Regions from separate parts of the Gossypium arboreum genome. Here region 1 is linked to region 2. The links are chromatin contacts, called in public Hi-C maps. All regions are on one chromosome and are shown on one strand. The core of a region is the stretch at or near the end of the contact, and the rest is flanking DNA. Distances in the headings are between cores, read along the strand shown.

Region 1 (3,490 bases), core at 483-2,982, 190 kb before region 2:
TTGACAACGTAAACCACAGAGACATGATAGGGTCAAAAGCAGGGGAAAAAAAAAGTGAATATAAGAAGAAATGGAATGCAAAAGGAAGAAACTCTAAGGACTACCTTTGCTGAGCTGGAGGTAGAAGTAGAAGTAGAGGGTCCAGCACCAAGCATCTGTTGACCTAAACCTTGCTTAATGATTTCCTGGTGTAACTCTGGAGCCTGAGGTAACAGTAAGAATTAAGAAATCAAAGGTAAGGAGGATTGCAGAGAACAAATGGCGCATGGAACATTTTGAACTTAATACCTCCCTCTAGTTTGGCTTTAAGAAACCTCTTAACTGATTGGCTTCAAACAAGGCAGAAAATGTGTTCTGTACAATTAATTTGTCCTAAGGTAGTCATGTTTATATGCCCTTAGAATGCGTCTATTACCACAAATCTCAAGTTTTATTTATTCTGAATTTTATCAGTGTAAGATATATAGGCAAACAAAATCTAGACTACCATTACTAGATATATTTCTATATAATACCGAGCTATATCCATATGCATCTGAATTTCACAGCATTCGGCCAAAAAAAAGAATGGTTGCAATCATTTCAAGAGACGTTAATGTGCAAGTTAACCAGTAGGATCAATACAAAGGGTGGAGCAATCTTCTGCAAGGTTTGCAAACTATTCCGCATTTAACATCTAAGGACAACACAAGGAATTTATCTAACAGTCATGAAATAGAATCAATATGCTCCATCTCACACTTCCAAAAGTAAATACATGTTGTACTCGGCCATTGAAAGTTAAAAATCAGATGAAATATAAGCATTATTTAAAGAATAAATCGTACCAAGTATGGAGAGAGACCTACCTTAGCAGATATTTCCAAAGATTTCAGGTAAATTTCATTGCTGGGATCCTACAAATACAAAGCTACCAAGTTAAAAAAAAAGAGCATTCAAGCAATGAATCTATAGATCCACCCATAAATGCAGTAATTGATACTTTAGCCAAACAAAACTACAGAAAAACCTCATCAACTGCTTGCTGGAAATATTGAGCTGCCTTTTCGAAGTAAGGCCTGGCCTCATCTTCCTTGTTAGTCAAAAATGCAAAAGAAGTCTGAGCATTTCCCAAACACCATAAAGCATCATGCTTTTTAGGGTTAATCGACAAAGCCTCCTCTAGCTTCGAAATAGCATCTATTCACAATTAATTTTTAGTAACCAACAAAATTAATATTTGAATTACCAATGAATGAAATTAAATTTTATGTGTATATATATTATGAGAACCTTGAATCATTTTCTGTGAATCTGGAACGCTTTGAAACTGAGACAACTCAAGTAAAGCTCCAGCCCATCTTGTTAAGTTCTGCAAACAATAAATATAAATTAAAAATTAGCCAAATATCAATTTTAATTGGAAAAAAAGAGGAAGAAGAAGAAGAGAAAAGATCGACAGAAGGAGGAAGCGAACGTCGGCATCGAGAGGATTAGAAGCGTAAGTAGCTTCGGAAATTTTAAGAGCTTGCTCGAAAAAGTGCAGACTATCGAGCTCACTCGACGATTCCATGGCTGCTCGTTCTAACTTCTTCTTCTTCTTCTTTTATCGGGTTCGATATTTCTTATATAATAAGCTTAGAGAAAACAGTGATTATGGCTTCTTCTCAGTTCCGACCACAATGGCGGCCAATTGGAAACTGCTGCTAATGTTCAGTTTCCGTTAAAGAAAAATGGAAAACAAATAAATAAATAAACTGGGTTTTTCGGGTATTTCACATTTAAGGGTTATAGTCCTCTTTTCTAAAATGGGCTTAGGATGCAAATATAGGATAATATTGGGCTTGGGCTTGTCTCTGAATAAATTCATTTTGGCAGTCAAGCTTCAACTAATATTCGAATTATTGTTTTGACCAAATAAAATATTCGAATTAATGACTTAATATAAATATATTAAATATATATTAATATTAGTTTTCTTATCCAACGGTACGTTGTTGATTGTACGTATCAATTAAAAATATTAAATTATTTTATAATTTTATAATTTATTTTATATATTTTGTAATTCAATATTTTATTTTATAAAAATAATGTCTTAAATTATTATATATATATATATATATATGATATATACAATTTCTAATATTATATCCATCATTTTATTACTTATTCGTATTTCATATAACGAAGGTATAGTCTTTTTTTTCTTTCCATCAAATAAAAAAAATTCAATTCTATAGAACAATCTTTATTATAATAAAATCTAATTAACATAAAAATCCTTATAAATAAGAATCTAATTAGCATACATTATAACATAATAAACTTTAATTTTTGTAGTTAGTTTTACAATTTAAATTTTTAAAAATATATTTAATATAAGTATTTATGAATTTTATATTAATAAAAATTCATATAATGAATTAGAATAAAAATTTAATTTAGCATAGTGAAATTAACTATTTATTAGTCAAAAAGTTTTTATTTAAAAATATTTTATGAAACAAATTAAAATTAAAATTAGTCCCAAATATATTAAAAAATTAATTTTACGGTGTTTAGCACAATCATACATAATTTATAAATTTAAATTCATTAAAAATAAAACATTCGTTTTAAAATTGTACAACAAACATGCATGTATGTTGGTATTAACACTTAAAATTTTTGAAACATTTTTAATTCTAATCAAGTAAAATTAAACATTTTAATTTCTTAACAATATATTAAAATTTAAAAAAATAAACTATTAAATATATTTAACAATATTTGTATTTTTAATTTATTATTTAAGCTATTTTAGTTAATTGGTTAATTTTATTTTATTTTTAAATATATTAATATTTAAATTATATATTTAAAATATATATTAATATATGTATAGTTATTTATTATATTGATGGTAGAAAGTTTTAACTCCATAAGTAATGTTAGGATTTTGTCATGTATCCTTAAAATGATTAAAAAAATAAATAATATATGTGGAAAAATCTCAACCCTGCTAATGGAATAAAAACTTTCAATCGCCATATATACTTTTATAAATTATAGAGATGTAAATACCCCTTGGGTCTTGTACATTTCGGACATGAAAAAATTGGTCTTTTAAAAAAAAGTAAGTAAATTAACCCCTGGACGTTTTGATTGTGAGCAAATAAAGACAACAATAATAGTGTTGATGATTTCTGTCAAATTTGTCTAACATGAATATAAGAAAAAAAAAATAAAACTTAAACAAGAAATCCATTAAATAAGAAATCCATGTGTCATACTCTTTATGTTACAACGATTACGACAATGCTTCTCTCTCCAACTGAATATATAAATACCTATCATCTTGTTCATCTTTTCTATTCTATTTTCGCTTGTAATTCTTTTCTAATTCATACTCGAAATTTACCAAGTTTTAGAGATAATGATTTTTTTTTCTTTTTTGTGTTCATTAGAAACATGAAACAAAGAGTTCATTAGAAAGAACACATTGAAAGAGAGATTTCCACTCAGTACA
Region 2 (3,536 bases), core at 515-3,014:
TCAAGCATATTTAGAAGGGCTGTGTTGGGGGTATCTTATGGACCGTCTTAAGTGAGAGGTCACCATGAGGTGCTCCCGACGATGACACGAATTACTCCTCGTGGAGGGTTATCTGTGAGTCGCATTGTGTCTCGCTACGTGTCACACTCGTGTAGGGAAATAACAATACATTTCATCTCATGGGAACTATTGATCACATTTCAGTTTGGCCTCTTACCGAAAAACATCATGGGTCAAGTTCAACATTGTAGGGTGAGTTAGATGAGATGAGGCCCCAGGGTACTTCTCATCTCACAAGACAGATAAGAACAGCTTTTTGAACATTAATAGACAACGATTTCCACGTTTTCCTAATATTTCGATTATAATGAAAATATCGTCTCAAAAGCTCTAATTGAGATGCATCAACAAGGAAAGAAATTGAAGCAGCTCAAAAGAGCGTATATAAGTGACCCTTAAAACCGTGCAGTGTAGAATTAGATATATATAATTCATGCAAACACCGTGTAATCAAATAAATTAATAGCATCCAACTTTAGAACAGTTTAAATTTATGCTGAAAGCCATCGAAATCTTTGATAATTTCTCTTAATAAAGAATGACTGTAGATGGGGCAACTTGAAAGACTTTGAAGTCAGCACTTTTGGACAAAGATGGACTAAAAAACCCTTTTAACTGCTCCCTTGTCTACTCATTTTGTGAAAGAAATTTGTCAATTCAAAAAGAAGAGAAAATGGAAGAAAAATAAAGAAATAAATCTTTTTGTTTTTTAATAAAGCTTGTAGTAAAACCAGACAAGTAAAACATAAAATCATGTGGGTGTTATATATCCATCAATTTGGATTTTCATCATTATTGCATATCAGTAACTTTACTCTATGTAATCATAAAAAATAGAAGCTGACAGACTGACATAGTTTAATGTAAAACCAACTTTTCTCTGTCGATCCTATGTTTTATAGAAATCTTTTGCTCTAAATTTTCAAGTAGTGGGTCAACTACACCTGTTCATAACTTTTTTTTTTTTTTTGCCATCACATCTGTTCATGACTTAGATAATAAATTAATAATTATGATGATTGTATCAAAGGTAAGATTATAGTCTCAATCTGTAGATTAATAAAATATATTCAAATTATTTCGAATTTAGGAGATTTAAATTTAAGATTCAAATTTTAAAGTAAATCATTATAAACTCAGATTATTTCAAGTTATTTAATCGAATCATTTCAAGTTTCCTACCCCAATCATTTCAAGTTTAAGTTCTCCTCCAATCATTTTAAGTTTAGGTTATTAATATTTTATGATAAATCAAATTTAATATGATTTTAATTCAAATCTATGAGATGAAGTTTTCAAGTTTATTAAAAGGATAAGTCTCAAAACTATACATGAACTATAATTTAATGTGTAATTGTATACATGAATTTTGATTTTGTATAATTTTATACATGAAATTTTAATTTGATCCAATTCTTATAAATTATTAACACAATTATTGATATAACATCATTTTATATTTATATATTACATAAATAAATAATTATATTTATCCAGCTTAAAAATAAATTAATATATTTATTTCTTTAAATGTGTATAATTAAATAAAATTAAAATTTCAAGTATATATTTGAACTACAATTAAAATTTCACATGTATAATTACATCAAATTAAAATTTATGTATAATTTTGAGATTTATCCTTATTAAAAAACAAACTTTTTCTCTAAAAACAAACTTTTTCTCTAAAAAACAACACCGGTAGCTGAATAGCTTATATATTTCTCATAAACCTCCTCAAATTCTAGTTTGCAGAACCATCCGTTAGTCTTTAGGCTACGATGGAAATATTAACGTCCCTCTTTAGTGTTCCGACCCTCAAGTTTGTGTTCATATCAGTGTTTTTCTCTTGGTTGCATGTAATGTTATGTAAAATCTGCAAAGCACCAAAATTGCCAGCAGATGGCCCCCCAACATATCCTATACTCGGCTGCTTGATTTCCTTCTATAAAAACCGCCATCGCTTGTTAGATTGGTATACGGAGCTCCTCACAGAATCAGCCACCAATACAGTTGTCATCAACCGGTTCGGTGCTCCAAGAACTATCGTGACAGCAAACTCTAAGAATGTTGAATACGTGCTGAAAACCAACTTCAATAATTTCCCTAAAGGCAAGCCTTTCACTGAAATACTAGGTGATTTTCTTGGCTACGGGATATTCAATGTGGATGGTGAGCTTTGGCCGATGCAAAGGAAGTTAGCATGCCATGTTTTCAGCACCAGTTTTTTGAGAGAATTTATGATGAGTACATTGAAGGACGAGGTCCAAAATCATTTGTTACCTTTGTTAGAGTCATTAGCTGAGACATCGAAAGTGGTGGACCTGCAGGAGTTGCTAAAAAGACTTGCGTTTAATATGATCTGCAAGGTCTCGTTAGGGGTGGATCGTTGTTGTTTAGATCCTTCTCAGCCTGTTTCATCTCTCAATGAAGCTTTCAACACGGCATCAAAGATATCCGCCAAGCGTGCAGCGGCTCCTTTGTTCTTGGTTTGGAAGGTTAAGAAATGGGTTGGGGTCAGATCAGAGAAATGGCTCAAGAATGCCGTGGAGGAAGTCCGTACATATGTTGAGGGAATCATTCGTGGCAAGAAGAGAAAGATTGATGAAAGCCGAGAGAATCATGGTGAAGATCTCTTGTCGAGGTTGACATCAGCAGGCAATGATAAGTGACAAGAGATATGGTCATAAGCTTCATCATGGCAGGAAGGGATACAACGTCAGCAGCAATGACATGGCTCTTCTGGTTGCTTTCCTGCCATCCAGTTATAGAGAAAGAGCTTGTGAAAGAGATAAACAATATGGAGAAAATCTTGTTAGATTATGAATCATTGAATAAGGAACTTAAATTGTTAAAAGCATCTCTTTGTGAATCCATGAGGCTTTATCCACCAGTGCTCTGGGACTCCAAGCATGCCATGGCGGATGACTTGTTGCCTGATGGCACGCCGGTCCAGGCAGGAGATAGGGTGACCTATTTTCCCTACGGAATGGGGAGGATGGAAGCATTGTGGGGGGAAGACTGGTATGAATTCAGACCAAGCCGATGGTTTGTCGAACCAGCAAGCTACCATGAAGGATCACTAAAGAAGGTTTGTCCATACAAGTTCCCAGTTTTTCAGGCCGGTCCAAGAGTTTGTCTTGGGAAGGAAATGGCTTTCATTCAGATGAACTATGTGGTGGCTTCCATACTTAGACAGTTTGAAATCAAACCGGTTGTTTCAGAAAAGCCAGTCTTCATGCCACTCTTCACAGCTCATATGGCTGGCGGACTAAAGGTTGTGATTCAGAAAAGAGATCATTCAAGATAATAGCAAAAATTAGTGATTCAATGTAAGATGCTAATATGCCATTATGTTTCATCTGTATTATAGTTAGGAGGAAATGCTTAGCTAAAACAAACACATAATATAAAATCTTCATCAAATATTTAATCATAACCATTTGCATCGATCAAGACCATTTATCAAAATCATG

The links. A called contact is a pair of places that touch in the nucleus more often than the background predicts.
Region 1: a contact with region 2 is called in a Hi-C map of leaf, with 4 times the contacts expected there. The contact joins the promoter of LOC108454716 here to the promoter of LOC108454222 in region 2. A contact is called at or near these places in 2 of 5 Hi-C or Micro-C datasets (both in leaf).

Annotation. Positions count from the first base shown.
Region 1 is chr9:17,154,490-17,157,979 of ASM2569848v2, reverse strand. LOC108454716 (mitochondrial import receptor subunit TOM20-like) reads right to left here and starts at 1,732. Exons shown (of 6, transcript XM_017753264.2): 1 at 1,457-1,732; 2 at 1,273-1,351; 3 at 1,010-1,179; 4 at 849-896; 5 at 105-203. The coding sequence starts at 1,552.
Region 2 is chr9:16,967,905-16,971,440 of ASM2569848v2, reverse strand. It overlaps LOC108454222 (cytochrome P450 94B3), which reads left to right and starts at 1,764. Exons shown (of 2, transcript XM_017752608.2): 1 at 1,764-2,724; 2 at 2,727-3,510. The coding sequence starts at 1,842. The coding sequence ends at 3,370. LOC108454221 (ATPase family AAA domain-containing protein FIGL1) reads right to left here. Exons shown (of 14, transcript XR_001866688.2): 14 at 3,522-3,536.